Linked DNA regions of Hordeum vulgare: region 2 is linked to region 1. Evidence: chromatin contacts called from public Hi-C data. All regions are on one chromosome and are shown on one strand. The core of a region is the stretch at or near the end of the contact, and the rest is flanking DNA. Distances in the headings are between cores, read along the strand shown.

The links. A called contact is a pair of places that touch in the nucleus more often than the background predicts.
Region 2: a Hi-C map of leaf shows a contact between it and region 1, with 6 times the contacts expected there. The contact joins the promoter of LOC123425246 here to the promoter of LOC123425244 in region 1. A contact is called at or near these places in 4 of 6 Hi-C or Micro-C datasets (leaf and seedling) and 1 of 1 datasets of contacts at active chromatin or transcription factors (embryo).

What each region holds. Positions count from the first base shown.
Region 1 is chr2H:90,954,720-90,962,344 of MorexV3_pseudomolecules_assembly, forward strand. LOC123425244 (copper-transporting ATPase PAA1, chloroplastic-like) reads right to left here and starts at 3,652. Exons shown (of 4, transcript XM_045108919.1): 1 at 3,302-3,652; 2 at 3,110-3,163; 3 at 2,217-2,370; 4 at 1,397-1,810. The coding sequence starts at 3,541. The coding sequence ends at 1,794.
Region 2 is chr2H:91,238,305-91,245,929 of MorexV3_pseudomolecules_assembly, forward strand. LOC123425246 (calmodulin-binding transcription activator 1-like) reads left to right here and starts at 4,100. Exons shown (of 13, transcript XM_045108920.1): 1 at 4,100-4,334; 2 at 4,757-4,876; 3 at 5,639-5,754; 4 at 6,317-6,405; 5 at 6,557-6,599. The coding sequence starts at 4,292.

The DNA.
Region 1 (7,625 bases), core at 2,402-4,901:
ACGTTGTAGGAGGCCTCCAGGACGTGCATCAGCGGAGCCGAGCCTTCCACCACCGTCCGCGCTAGCCGCCGCCCGCGGATCCCAGATCGGATCAGGACCGAACGGGCCCGACGACCGCGATCGTGCGCACCGCGACATTGCGCCCACCAGCGCGACGAGGCGCCATGCCGCACGCCGGAGACCGCCTCCGCCGATAGCAAGGACGCTTCCCCGGAGCTGGACGCCGTACAGCCGCCGCCCGCACGCGAGATCCCCTCCTCCCGCGCGAGCAGCAGCCAAAGAGCACCCCGCCGCCGCCGGCTCCGCGCAGGCTTTGCCTGCCGGAGGCCACTGGCGACGGCGAGGAGGAGAGGGACTGGTGAGGGGAGTCAGGCTGGGGGGGGGTCGCTGCCCGTGTCGCCCCGGGGAGGGAGCGGCGCGGGGGCCTCTTTCCTGTGCACCGGGGCTCACCCTCTGTCAACAGCAGCGCTGAGAGCCCGAGATGCTTGCCTTCTCGTCTAGGCCGAAGAACTGCAAGCTTCAGACCACGACCTCCGATCCACCGATGCCTGCCACCGCCGCCAAGACCCATATCGATCCATCGATGGAGGCACAGATCTCTGCTATCCCACCTACCTGCATGTGTGCACAGCAAACTCGTTCCGGCCAGCACGTGTGCATTGGCCGCCATGCGCGAGGTTCGTCCCGCTGGTCCAAGCATGTCCTCGCTCTTCCCCTACCCTGGGCATATGGATTTACGAGGAAGGGGGCGGCGAGGACTTGGACGCGCGGTTTTGGAGCTGGCTTGGTGCATGGACCATGGAGGGGGAGGCGACCTGCTTCACGGAACGAAGGGAGGAGAGAACGGCGGCAGCGGCGATCTAGGGCATGGCGAGCGGGACAGTTCGCACGAGTGCAGGGATGGGGTCGGGGAGTGCGGGGATGGGGGGCGTCGGGCTGAGTAGTTTGACGTGGGTAAAGGAGATCAGGGTCAACGTGTGTTCGTGGGTTTTTATTTCGGTTTTCTTGATTTGTTTTCATCGAACGTACGAGTACGAGGAGGGTGGGGGACGAGCGAACGAGGCAGAGATCGTACGAGGTCGAACCATCACGATGACGGCAGATCCCCTTTAATAGTAGAGATGAGAGAATAAATTAAATTAAATTTGATCTATTTTTATTTCAAAATTTTATTAGGTTTGGATTGTCATTTATATTGCAATATTGTTGCATCGGAATATTTATCTTTGGAATCTTGACGCATTGTGTTATTAATGCACATCAGCGGACATCTGGGGGTGTCCGTTTGATGACCACACATGGAGATGCCCTTATGTACCAAATTTTGCAAGGATGATCATGGTAGTACGATGTGCATCTATGCTGGCTTCTCAACAACATATACAACCTTTTCAAGTAAAAAAAAGGCACATTTCCATTAAAAACACTAGAGAGTAACAAATAATATGATGCCATCTGCTAAGCAACTCAAAAATTCACTTGTAACATCTTCATGACGTTACACACTTCATTCTAGGTTCAGCTGGACATAAAATGAAATCAGCATTTCGTCAAACTCCTTGGCTTATAGTAGTGACCCTTGCAATTTGTTTGATGGAACGTTCCAGTTGAAGTTCACGAGCAAGGCAAGCTACATTGCTTATACACTATAGATAAGGAACACGAACATAATAATCTGCAGTTCCACAATTATAGAGACAACTTTCACAGAGACGCACACAAATCTGGAGCATCACGTGCCCTCCACTGGTTAACATGATGGGCTCATAGCTCATCTGTGGCATCAGTAAGACTCAGGCTTCACTTTGCCCTGTTATAGAAACTAAATTTTAGTTAAGCTGATAACAGCATACTAGATACTGTGATTTCAGAATGCTGGAGGAATAATGGTGCATTAACAATGTTGATATGAACATGCTCAAGTAGATCCCGAATTTGGTCCTGGTTGATGTGTATACAGCCTATATTTAGTGATAGTCCATTCCTACAAGGATGATGCCAAATTTGAATTATTGTAGTACTGAATTAGCATACTTCTGCACCAACTTGATACATTATACCGACCAAATGTTTACATGAGATGTACATGATACAATTTTGACGTGCTTCGGTGTCTGGATGACAATTCATAAGCAGACAATGAATAGATCTTTTTTTCTTCTAGACTTCCTTATTTTCTGGAGCTGGTCACACAAGAACTCAAGCAATTTATTTACCTTGTGGACGAGACTCAAATCCACAAGTACCAAGATGACTTGCAAGTTTCTCTCCACATTGCTTCTGCCAATCTTCTGCCACCTTGACCTCAGGAGTTGTCCACACGACAGCCCTTGCTTCCTTATAATCAACTGTAGCAGAAGTAACCTCGGGCTGAAGAAGGGATTGAGAGTAGCCCATAGTGAGCAGCAGCAAAAGATCAAAGAAGAAATAAAGAGTAGAAACAGAAAGGGTTTCGAGAATCTGATTGATAGGAGGAAAACATCCTTATACAGATAACTGCTATACCAAAATGTCACATCGACCATACTTGGTTGCTTTCAGCGTATGGGCAGCTGCCCTCTCTACCCGGTCATTGCTGCCATGACCGAAATCCATCAGTAAATGCATTTTAAAATTGAGAAGATCATTTTTCCTCCCAACAATTCATTACGTTCTGATCAGGCGTCCCCCTCAATCGCTGGTAGAAATTTCAAAAATACAAAGAATATCAACTAAAACTTTTATGGTGTTTTATTATGAAAACTTAGGACCCGTATGGTTTCAGGTCGTGTTCGGATTGAAGGCAAGGAAAAGAGGAAACCTATCTGGGCAATCCCTATTCTCTAACCTCTATTACTTAAGCTTCATCACTGAATCCCTATTCTCTAACCTCTATTACATTCCATGCACAAACCCAGTACGATGTTGTGTTCTGCGTTCTCTTTGTTTCAGTTTCACCCATTCCCCCTTTTTCTCCAGTAGAGTTTATATGAGCATAGGTATCAACTATTGCGATGAACAAAAGAAGATTAACCAGTCACTGGCCTATTGTGCTGAACTGCCCATTGGTTTGGTCAGACATAATTTCCCAAGAGAAACGAAGCAAAATAAGTGAAAGAGTGGCGACTACCTGACTCTCGAGAATCCGCTTGACGCTCGCAGCGCACCCGTCGCACATCATGCCCTGCAAGTGAGAGGCATACAGCAGCGCGTCATGCCCGAGCCCTAACCCTCACGGCCTATCGCGCAATTCGAAGATAAGAACAGAAAAGAGAGTCGGAGTGCTCCAAATTCAGACTAGTGGTCGGGGCGAGAAGTGCACCTGAACACTGAGCAAGATGGCCTCAGACTCGGGCCCTGTCGCCTCGCCGAGTGCCGCCGCTGCGGCGGTGACCGACGAGGTAACGCCGCCGCGGGGACGCAAGACGCCACATACGCTGCCGGAAGAGAAGGAAACGGAGGCGATGCGGCGAGCTCCGGCGAGGGGGGATGAAGAGGGGGCCCTGGACTTGGAGGGAGAGGGGAGGAGGGGGCATAATATCGTGATTAACGTAGATTCCATTGCCTGCTCTGATTTCTCCTTCTCCCCCGTCGTCAGCGATAGGACGGCTTATCCGATCACTGTATATACAGTATTTCCGCTGTTTGAGCAGAAGGGCCGCCTCGGCAAAACAACACGGGGTCGTGGAGTTGGGGGCATCTCCGACGCCTATCCGCAAACAGCTCACATCTGTTCCAACCACGCTGTGCGGGGTGCAAAAACTATTAAATAAAGTTAATGTATTGGTCCGTAAAACGGTTTGTATTGCAAACGATAATTTTTTATGTAAACTTAAGATAAACGTGACCGCTGTGGCCCATCCAAAAGAAAGGCAGAGCCCGCGCTTTCATAGCATCACGCACTATTTCTCGTCAAATCCATCACTTATCTTTTTTCCATTCGCCGCCGCTCTCTGCCCATTTCCCGTTCTTTTCTCTCACCCTCTCCTTCCTTTCACCGACGACACATGAAGGCGTCGAAGATAGAGCCCGTGGAGGTGTTGGAGGATCCGCGCAACACGCTCGCCCGAAAGATCAACTCTGCGACGCGGCAAACTCGTCGCATCAAAGCGAAGGCCGCAAAGAGGAGATGCTTAAGAAGTCGTTGGCCATCGGTGGGCCTGGTGGTGGGGATGGGTGCGGAGGTTGTGGCGATCGGCGCGGCTTTGGCAGACGTCATCAGATGGCCGCGCACATTACATATGGTGTTGTGACAGGAGCCTTACAAGCCTCCGTACTACTACACCGCCAAGCCGCTCGGCACCCCAATCGATACAATGCCTTACATCGTCGGCGTTAAGGCGACACCGCTCTTCTTTGAGTATTCTTCGCTCCAACTCATCGGGGCGCTGCCGCAACTCGGGAGTAGATGGGTGCTCGCACGCTATACGCTGCAATGCCTAGAGCGGGGAAGCAGGCGTACAACGCAGACAGGGAGATGCTTGATACCATCCACGATGGAGGCGGTGGAGGGGAAGGGGGCTATGAGGACGTGCAGGTGGAAGACTCGGATCCCATCAAGTCCGGCAACTACCAGCAGCAGTTCTACACCCACACGGCCACACATCAGACGTACATCCAGCCGACGATAGCACACAACAACAACAACATTGGGTCGTCAGAGAGCTGCAGCCCGATGGGGAGGAAGGAGGAAGAGGAGGAGGGTAACGGCGACGACGATGATCCAGATAATACATGTGTGGATCAGAAGAAGAAGGGAAGAGGAGAAAGCTTCAACATGTGGGAGGACGAGCTATTATGCGAGACATGGTTGGCCACTAGCCTCGATCTGTTCCATGGAACGGAGCAAAAGGGCGTAACCTTTTGGAGGAACATTCACATATGGTTACATGAACACAAGCATTTCGCACCCTACGCCTACACGGTCATTCGCAACCGTGAATGGAAGTCTCACAACCATCGATAGTACACCATCCAAGAGGTCGTGTCCAAGTATTGTGGGCACTTGAATCATCTCATCGCACGGTAGCCTAGCGGTGCACAAATCACCGAGCAAGTAAGTTGATCACTAGCTGAATATGCTTTGTTTTGTTGATCACTAGCCAAACATTAATTGTTTTGTTGCTCACTAGACACATCTGCATTGTCGACATTGTTTCACTTTGTAGCCTACTCGTGCTTGTGTGGTTTACAAGAAATTGGAGAAGAAGTCCTTCACCTTCATGCATTGTTGGGTGAAGTTGAATGGAGAAGAAGTCCTTCACCTTCATGCATTGTTGGTTGAAGTTGAATGGGAAAACAAAGTGGAACCTTTTAATAGCCAAGTCCACCGTCCAAGCCAACGAGGAAGAAACCGGTGACCTTATCGACCCAACCCAACAACCGCTGAAGAAGGTTAGAAGAAATACGTGCAGGAAGAAGTGGGAGGAGGAGAGGGCTGATACGTCTCCAACGTATCTATAATTTATGAAGTATTCATGCCATGTTTACAATAATTCTATATGATTTTGGTATGGTTTTATTAGAACTAACTCGGACTGACGTTGTTTTCAGCACAACTATCGTGGTGTTGTTTTTGGGTAGAAATAAAAATTCTCGGAATGGACTAAGAATTTATGGATAATATATTTGGAAAATATGAAAAATAATGGAGCAAAAAGATACCGGAGAGGAGTCCCGAGGCAGCCACAAGCCACCGAGGCGCCCCCCTAGGGCGCGCCCCATGGCTTGTGGGCCCCTCGAGCACTCCCCTGACGTGATTCCAACGCCACACATTCTCATAAATACAAAAAAAAGAAACCTAGATCGGGAGTTCCGCCGCCGCAAGCCTCCAGAGCCACGAAAAACCAATCTTGGCCCTCTCCAGCACCCTGTCGAAGGGGGTCACCATCACCGGAGACCATGGAGGAGGAAGACGGAGGGGCCATCATCACCATGGAGGCCAAGGACCAGAGGGAGAACCTCTCCCCACCTTGGGGGAGGCCATGGAGGAGGAGGCACCAGGGGGAGACCCTCTCATCCTCTCTCCCGATGGTGTCGGAGTGCCACCGGGGGAACCATCACCACGGTGATCGTCTTCATCAACATCACCTTCTTCATCACCATCCTCATCTTCTTTTAGCGGTCCACTCTCCCACACCCCAATGTAATCCCCTACTTCAACATGGTGCTTTATGCCACATATTATGGGGGTGTTTGTTTCCAGGGACTTTTTGGTGTAGGGACTAAAAAAAGTCCCTTTTAGTCCCATGTGAAACAAACAAGAGGGACTTTTAGGGACTAAAAGGGGGTTTTTTGGACTAAAGGAAGAAGTCCCTATGGGAGGGTCTTTTTGGGACTTTTTTGGCACTTTTTCCAACAGTGCCCCTACTTTTAGCATATCATTTAATAACTTGTAGTACATTATTAAGGGTAACATGGTCTTTTTGCATGTCATTTAATGACCTCTAGTCCATGTTTAGTCCATGAAAACAAACGAGTAGGGACTAGGGACTTTTTAGTTGGGACTAAAAAAAGTCCTGGGACTTCAGAAACAAACAGGGCCTATGATCCAATGATGTGTTGCCATCCTATGATGTTTTGAGTAGATTTCCTTTGTCTTATGGGTTGATTGATGATATAGATTGGTTTGAGTTGTATGTTTATTTTGGTGATGTCCTATGGTGCCCTCCATGCTGCGCACACGTGAAGGATTCCCGTTATAGGGTGTTGCAATACGTTCATGATTCGCTTATAGTGGGTTGTTTGAGTGACAAAAGCATAAACCCGAGTAGGTGGGTTGTTGCGTATGGGATAAAGGGGACTTGATGCTTTAATGCTATGGTTGGATTTTACCTTAATGATCTTTAGTAGTTGAGGATGCTTGCTAGAATTCCAATCATAAGTGAATATGATCCAAGTAGAGAAAGTATGTTAGTTTATGCCTCTCCCTCATATAAAATTGCAATAATGATTACCGATCTTGTTAACAATTGCCTTCCGCACACCAACCCATCATTATTCCACACTCACTATTTGTAAATATATTGTAATATATTCTAACTTTATGATAACAACACCTATTTTTATATTTTAGCTCTCCTATGTCATGCAAAGGTATTCTCTTCATACCCACAACATAGTTTTGTTTTCTAGTTCCTAGTTGGAAGCAAACGTTCGGCGTAGGTAGAGTTGTATCAGTGGCAGATAGGACTTGACAGAATATTTCTCTTACCATTAGCTCCTTGTGGGTTCGACACTCCATACTTACCACTTCCACCTTTGGGAATTGCTACGATGATTCCTTGCACTTGGGGATTATCAATACGCTAACGCACTTTTTGTACTTGGATCATATGCACTTATGATTGGACCCCTAGCAAGAATCCGCAACTACTAGAAATCATTAAGGTAGACCCAACCATAGCATTAAACATCAAGTCCTATTTACTCCCATACACACACAACTTCCTTCCTCGGGTGTAAGCTTTTGTCACTCTAGACACTCACTATAAGCGAATCATGAACATATTGCAAACCCTCCAGCATTAATATTTCACATGTGCACCTCACGGAAACCACCTTAGGACAACACTATATCAACACACAATTCAGATCAATAACATCATATCACAATTAACCCGTAGGACAAAATAAATCTACTCAAA
Region 2 (7,625 bases), core at 2,850-5,349, 280 kb after region 1:
CAAAGAGTCTGTCGTAAAGGGTTACGTCGACGTAAGCTTTGACACCGATCCGGATGACTCTAAGTCGCAAACCGGATACATATTTATTCTTAATGGGGTGCGGTAAGCTGGTGCAGTTCCAAGCAAAGCATCGTAGCTTATTCTACATGTGAAGCAGAGTACATGGTTGCCTCGGAGGCAGCAAAGGAGGGTGTCTGGATGAAGCAGTTCATGACAGATCTTGGAGTTGTGCCGAGCGCACTAAATCCAATAACTCTGTTTTGTGACAGCACTGGTACCATTGCTCTAGCAAAGGACCCAAGGTTTCACAAGAAGACCAGACACATCAAATGATGCTTCAACCTCATCCACGACTACGTCGAAGGAGAGGACGTGAATATTTGCAAAGTGCACATGGATCTGAATGTAGCAGACCCGCTGACTAAACCTCTTCCACGGGCAAAACATGATCAACACCAGAACTGTATGGGTGTTAGATTTATTACAATGTAAATCGCATGGCGATGTGAGGACTATATTATTGACTCAAGTGCAAGTGGGAGACTGTTGGAAATATGCCCTAGAGGCAATGATAAATAGTTATTATTATATTTCCTGTTTAAAGATAACCGTTTATTATCCATGCTATAATTGTATTGAATGAAAACATAGATACAGGTGTGGATACATAGACAAAACAATGCCCCTAGCAAGCCTCTAGCTGGCTAGCCAGTTGATCACGGATAGTTAAGGTTTTCTGACTATGTGCAAGTGTTGTTGCTTGATAACTGGATCACATCATTAGGAGAATCATGTGATGGACTAGACCCAAACTATGAACGTAGCATATTGATCGTGTCGTTTTTTTGCTATTGTTTTCTGTGTATCAAGTATTTATTCCTATGACCATGAGATCATATAACTCACTGGCACCGGAGGAATACCTTGTGTGCATCAAACATCACAACGTAACTGGGTGACTATAAAGGTGTTCTACAGGTATCTCCGAAGGTGTCCGTTGAGTTAGTATGGATCAAGACTGGGATTTGTCACTCCGTGTGACGGAGAGGTATCTCGGGGCCCACTCGGTAATACAACATCACACACAAGCCTTGCAAGCAATGTGACTAAGTGTAAGTCACGGGATCTTGAATTACGGAATGAGTAAAGAGACTTGCTAGTAACGAGATTGAAATAGGTATGCGGATACCGATGATCGAATCTCGGGCAAGTAACATACCGAAGGACAAAGGGAATGACATACGGGATTATATGAATCCTTGACACTGTGGTTCAACCGATAAGATCTTCGGAGAATATGTAGGATCCAATATGGGCATCCAGGTCCCGCTATTGGATATTGACCAAGGAGTGTCTCGGGGCATGTCTACATAGTTCTCGAACCCGCAGGGTCTGCACACTTAAGGTTCGACGATGTTTTAGTATAGTTGAGTTATATGTGTGGTTACCGAATGTTGTTCGAAGTCCCGGATGAGATCAGGACGTCACGAGGGTTTCCGGAATGGTCCGAAAACGAAGATTGATATATATGATGGTTTCATTTGGTCACCGAAAAGTTTCGGGCAATTCTGGCAGTGTACCGGGAGTGACGAATCGGTTCCAAGAGTTCACCGGGAGGGGCCCACCCACCCGAGAGTGAGCCCAAGGCATTAGGGTGGCGCCACAAGTCCTTAGTGGGCTGGTGGAGTCAGCCCAAGGGGCCCATGGCGCCACATAAGAAAATACCAAAGAAAAATAAAAAGAAAAAGGGAAAGAGGGAGGTGGGAAGGAAGGGGAGGACTCCTCCTTCCCAAACCGAATTGGAGGAGGAGTCCTCCTCCTCCCTTGGCCGGCGCACCCTCGAGGCCTTGTGCCTCAAGGCTAGCCCTCCCCCTCCCTCCTATATATATTGGTGGTTTAGGGCTGATTTGAGACACAACTTTGCCACATGCAACTCAAACCTATACCACATAGTTTTACCTCTAGATCGGATTACTGCGGAGCTCGGGCGGAGCCCTGTAGGAGTAGATCATCACCACCACCGGAGCGCCGTCACGCTGTTGGAGAACTCGTCTACTTCTCTGTCTTGCTTGCTGGATCAAGAAGGCCGATATCATCGTCAAGCTGTACGTGTGCTGAACGCGGAGGTGCCGTCCGTTCGGCGCTTGATCGGAATGGATCGCGGGACGGATCACGGGACGATTCGTGGGACAGTTCGAGGGACGTGAAGACGTTCCACTACATCAACCACGTTTCTTAACGCTTCCTGGTGTGCGATCTACAAGGGTACGTAGATCCAAATCTCCTCTCGTAGATGGACATCACCATGATAGGTCTTCGTGTGCATAGGAATTTTTTTGTTTCCCATGCATCATTCCCCTACACATTTGCCTTGGCCGCTATGATATTCAAAACTGTGAAATCAGAGTTATCTATCATTTCTTCAACTGCATCTTGACTATCTAGAAGAAATAATCCATCATGTCGAGTTCCTACTTCTTTTACCTAGTACATGAAGTCAGCTCAGCCATAGCCTTTAGTTTCAATAAGTGCTATGAAGTTTAGAAATGTGATGTCTGAAAGAGAGAACTTTCTCTTCATGTTATCTCTGCCCTCTAAATGCAACCTCACCTCCCAAATGTCATCATTCAGCCTGCTTATAAACATAAATGAATAAGTCTCCTACTGCATCCAACTGAATCAATGCTGCAAAATTCAGTTATAGCCCACTACTGCATCCAACTTGATCAACACTGCTTCCTAAATACTGCATCACTACTGCATCCAACTGCTCAACTACACTAGCATTAATGCATTAAACTAGGGTTTGTGCAAGAGAAGAAAAAAAATTACTCAACCCCTCCAAATGCAGATGCGCATAGTGGGAGTTGGCCGGATCCGCGACGATAACTCTAGCAAGAGCCTTGACCGATCTGTACTCAAGCGAGAACTGTTGATTGTCCGACGACGGTGGTGTAGCCTTTGGCATCGTCGGAGGAGCATGTTGCAGCGCCGGCACCGGCAGTTGCGTTGCAAAGCTGCCGCTGCCCAGCCAGTTATCCACTTCCGAATATTCTTCGCCGCCGCCATCCCCCGTTCCACCTCCCCCCTAGAGTGGCCGCCGTCGCCTGGTTTCGCCGCCGCCCACGCCATCGCAGGAGAGGGAGTGCGAGCGAGAGAAAAGAGGGGAAGGAGAAATAGAGTGAGCTTGGCCGGTCATTTTGACCACGATCGGAACGGGTCAACCAAACGACCGTCCACACGTGCGTCGTCAGCCCCTAGTTGACAAAACCCTGACGAGTGGGCCCTACGTGTCATAAAGCACTTAAAATTGACCGTTCGGTCACTAGGGTTTTCTGAAACAACGTAACACTTTTGTGGTAGTTTATTAAAAAAGTGATAGTTTTCTATGATCAACGCCTATAATGTAATATTCCCTCCGTACCAAAATTATTATCTTAAATTTATCTAGAAATGGATGTATCTAAATACTAAAATGTGACTAGATACATTCATATTTAACAAATTTATAACAAGAATTTTGGGACTGAGGGAGTATTCTTTTTCTTCTATATACTGCATTTTTTGAGAGCTTCGAGTCCGAGCAAACAGCTCCGAATAGGATAGCAGATGATAGGCCCTACATGCAAACATTCTTTGACTCAAAATGCCCAAAGAAATGCTACTAATCATACGCAGCTGCGCACACTAGATACCGAGATGCGCACATGACGCAGCATGCGGTGCACGTGGTCCTTATCATGCGGGAGGCAATCCCAAACCCGCTTTATCCCGCAAGAAAACTCCCAAACCACGATTACGTGGTCCTTAACCCGGGAGGGGCAGCACCGTAACTTCGGGCCCGCTAGTCGCGTCGCCGTCAGGCCGGTCGTCAGCCGCGGCGGCCACCGCGGGCTTGGGTTGGGTTCCGCGACCCTTCTCTTCCCGGTGCCCGGGTTCCGCGATCCTAACCAGAGTTGAGCGCTAGCGACGACGGGAGCCCCACCTAACCCACGCACCCAGACAGAGTCCCAGACCACCGTCCAGGCCGGGGCAGCCGCGTCATTTCCGCGCCCTTCGCACACCCTTCCGCAGCTCCCCGCTGCCTTTTTCCTCCCCCTCACTCTCTCCCCCCCGAAGCAAATATTCCAATCCGACGGCGCCGTGGCCCGAGCCGAAGAATCCCGTGAAGCCGCCCCCGCCGCCCGGATAAAAATTCCCCCCATATCCCCCCTCGGGAAGCGGGCGATTGGAGCGGGGAGGACTGAGCACCGAGGAGCGGCGGACGGGCTTCACCCGGTCGGATCATCGCATGGCGGAGATGCACAAGTACGGGCTGTCCAACCAGCCCCCAGGTGCGGATTCGCCTCTCCCTACCTCTCTCTCTCTCTCTCTTCCCCCGGCGGTTGATCCGTACGCCCGCCTAGGGATTTCGCGGGGTTTTCCCGGTTCGCCGGCGGAGGTTTTCGGTGATTCTATCAGGGTTTTGGTGGGGCCTTGCGGGGAGATTTAGGGCCTCCGCCTTCGGGCGATTCCTCCGGGTTGCGAATTTTTGGAGGCCGCTCTGTTTCTATGGGTTTAGAGTTCGGAATTTATTTCTAGCGCCTTCTGTAGAGTTTAGACTCGCAGTTGATTCGGGGTTGGATTAGGAGAACGATGAAAACTAATCGGGGCATGGTCGAAACCTAACGGCATGCTAGTGTTGATGAAAGCGAGTTCCGAGTAAGTTACTGCTGTTGTTGGTTACTGACTGACTAATGTCGTTGTTAATTCGCAGATATCCCCCAGATACTGCAAGAAGCTCAGAGTCGATGGCTGCGGCCCACAGAAATCTGCCAAATACTGTCGAATTACAAGAAGTTCTCCATTGCGCCCGAGCCGCCAAACAGGCCTCCAAGTATGCCTTCTCTTTATTTGGAATTTCGGACCAACTTCTTAGAAAAACGTTGACACCACCACAGTGGCTATTTATCATTTCTCACCCATTCGGCTTGAAGGTGTGGAGTTATGTGCTAGGTTTCTGTGCTCGTCATATTTTTCTTCTGTAGCATGGAAGTGGCACGCCGATATTCTAAAAGTCCAACTTATTGAGGTCCTAGGAAGTGCTGTTTTGCTAGGACTGTTCCAATTTCAGTCAGCAGTTCCAAGGGGCCTAAAAATCTTTTAACATTGGTATTAACATGCTACAGCCTGGAATAATAGTCCCATAAAGGGAATATCTACCTCATCTCGCATTAAAAATTTATCTAAGGCTGCCATTGCATGAAATATGTGGAGCATGATCCAGGGAATAACCTTTTAAAGCATCAACCATGCGAACCGGCTCCTTTAAGTTTAAAAAGATGAGTGATCATCCATCCATTAATCACTAGTCACTTCACAATGGGGCTAGACAAACAAATGGCATGGGACCAGGTGGCTTATGGTACTACTTGGATGTTTGGATTATTTTGTGCGGTTGTACTTCCATACGAACTCCCTGTTTGTAGGGATAGGTGCCATGCTTATTATTATTGTTTCTTGGTTTCTTTTTCCTCTGTATCTTGTGTGCTGTATAACCCGTACCTGCTTGATTTGTACCTGGTAAGTACATGCTGGTCATTTTGCGAAATGACATACCAATACTGATATGGGTTTTTTATCCACGTCATTCTTGTAGGTGGTTCACTATTTCTGTTTGACCGGAAAATATTGAGATACTTCAGAAAGGATGGACACATCTGGAGAAAGAAGAAGGATGGCAAGACAGTTAAGGAAGCTCATGAAAAACTGAAAGTATGTACAAGCTCTTCCACAGAGGACTTCCTTCCTATATAATTTGAGAACACCCTGCAAATGATGGATACTGTTGTTCACTTCTTCATGAATCACTTCAAGTCTACAAATCCTATAGTATCACTATTCTCTTAACATGTATAGTTGCTCTATACTGCTCTACAGGCTGTCCTATACAAACTTTACCCATCCCTATTCATGGGAGATTGCTGTTTTCAGTCTCCAAGCTACAACTTAAAAAAATATCTGTCCCTAAAGTTAATGGAAAATATATAGATTTTGAACATATTAATGCTGATTGCTCAGAGACTCGGGAAGTTTGAAAAGTTTAAACTGTTTTCCTTGATGACATCTTTATGTAACTAGAAGAAGTGATCATAAACTTTCTGTATCTCTTGTCTTGCAGCTTTGATAGCCCGCAGTTTTTTTACTCTTAAGCTTTCTATTGATGAAGAAAATTACGTGGTCTGGTCTAAATAGTTACAATAATTTTATTGTAGCTCTCTGTTCTTTTCTTGTGCCCTTATTACTGGAACAGTGAAACTGAAGCTTGTCCTTTTAGGTTGGCAGTGTTGATGTACTTCATTGCTATTATGCCCATGGGGAAGAGAATGAGAACTTCCAAAGACGGACCTATTGGTTGTTAGAAGAGTAAGTGCTGAATAATGCAATAAATTCTTTGAGTATAATGTAAATCAGATTCCAAAGCCAATTTGGATAGTCTAATGATAGCTGAAATGATATCACAACAGAAGCATGACAACATGCCATGATGATAATCATCTCCTATTTTTTTCCCCAGGGGTTTCATGAATATTGTTCTTGTGCACTATCTTGAAATCAAGGTACGTATAGTTTCATCCATGATGAACTTTTGACTTTCTTTTGTAAGTTTGTGATAGTATCAACTGAAAACCTCACATGCATATTAGTACCAACTTTGCTGGTATGCAGTGCACATCCACACCTCCATTTGCAATAACCTTCCCCATAAAGTAAACAAAGGAATGGATAACGAATATGTACAGGGCACCACACACACACACACACACACACACACACACACACACACACACTGTGACTGTCATAGTGCAAACTATAACTGCACTTCATCAATATGTTCTGCATGCATGTTGTCTCTTGTAAGTTTCGTGTACCAACTAGTAGAACCAAAAGTCTGAACTGATGGAGAAGGTTGGGCAATCAACATATGCTTCAAAACCCCCCTCACGTGTGCACTGTTCAAAAAATCTTCCGATTCAGCGATTTATCTTCCGACTTATGGCTACTCTTGGGGTGACAGATAAGATTATGCCTTATGTTCACCGTTTATCATTTTGGACGATTTATCACTATGACAAGCGATTTATTTTGTATCTAACAATAAATCGGGCCTATTCATAGCACTATGTTTGCAAGAACTATGTTTATTTGCGTTTTGTGGAACTTGTTAGGTAATATGTAATGTTTCCTATTTTGTTTGTCATTAGACGAGGATTCAAAGGCTAGGAATCAAGGTAAAACTTATGTCCAATATTGTTTTGGTGTTGAGTGTCATATTTTATTGTTGGGAACCTGGGATTTACAAAAAAAATGGCTGATTAATAGTCGACCGATAAAATCGATTAATCGACCGATTTCCGATTAATCTCTAATCCCCAGCTGACCGAGACGCTAACGATAAGCGATATCCTCAACATTGCACGTGTCTATGATTAAGCCTATACATGGACAGAAAGAGGGCTAGCATATTTTTAATTTAAATTGCGAAAGCCAAGACTTGAATCTCTGACACCATATTAAGTTTCCTGCACCAACCAGCAGAACGAAAAGTCCAAACTGATGGAGAAGTTTGGGCAATCCACATATGC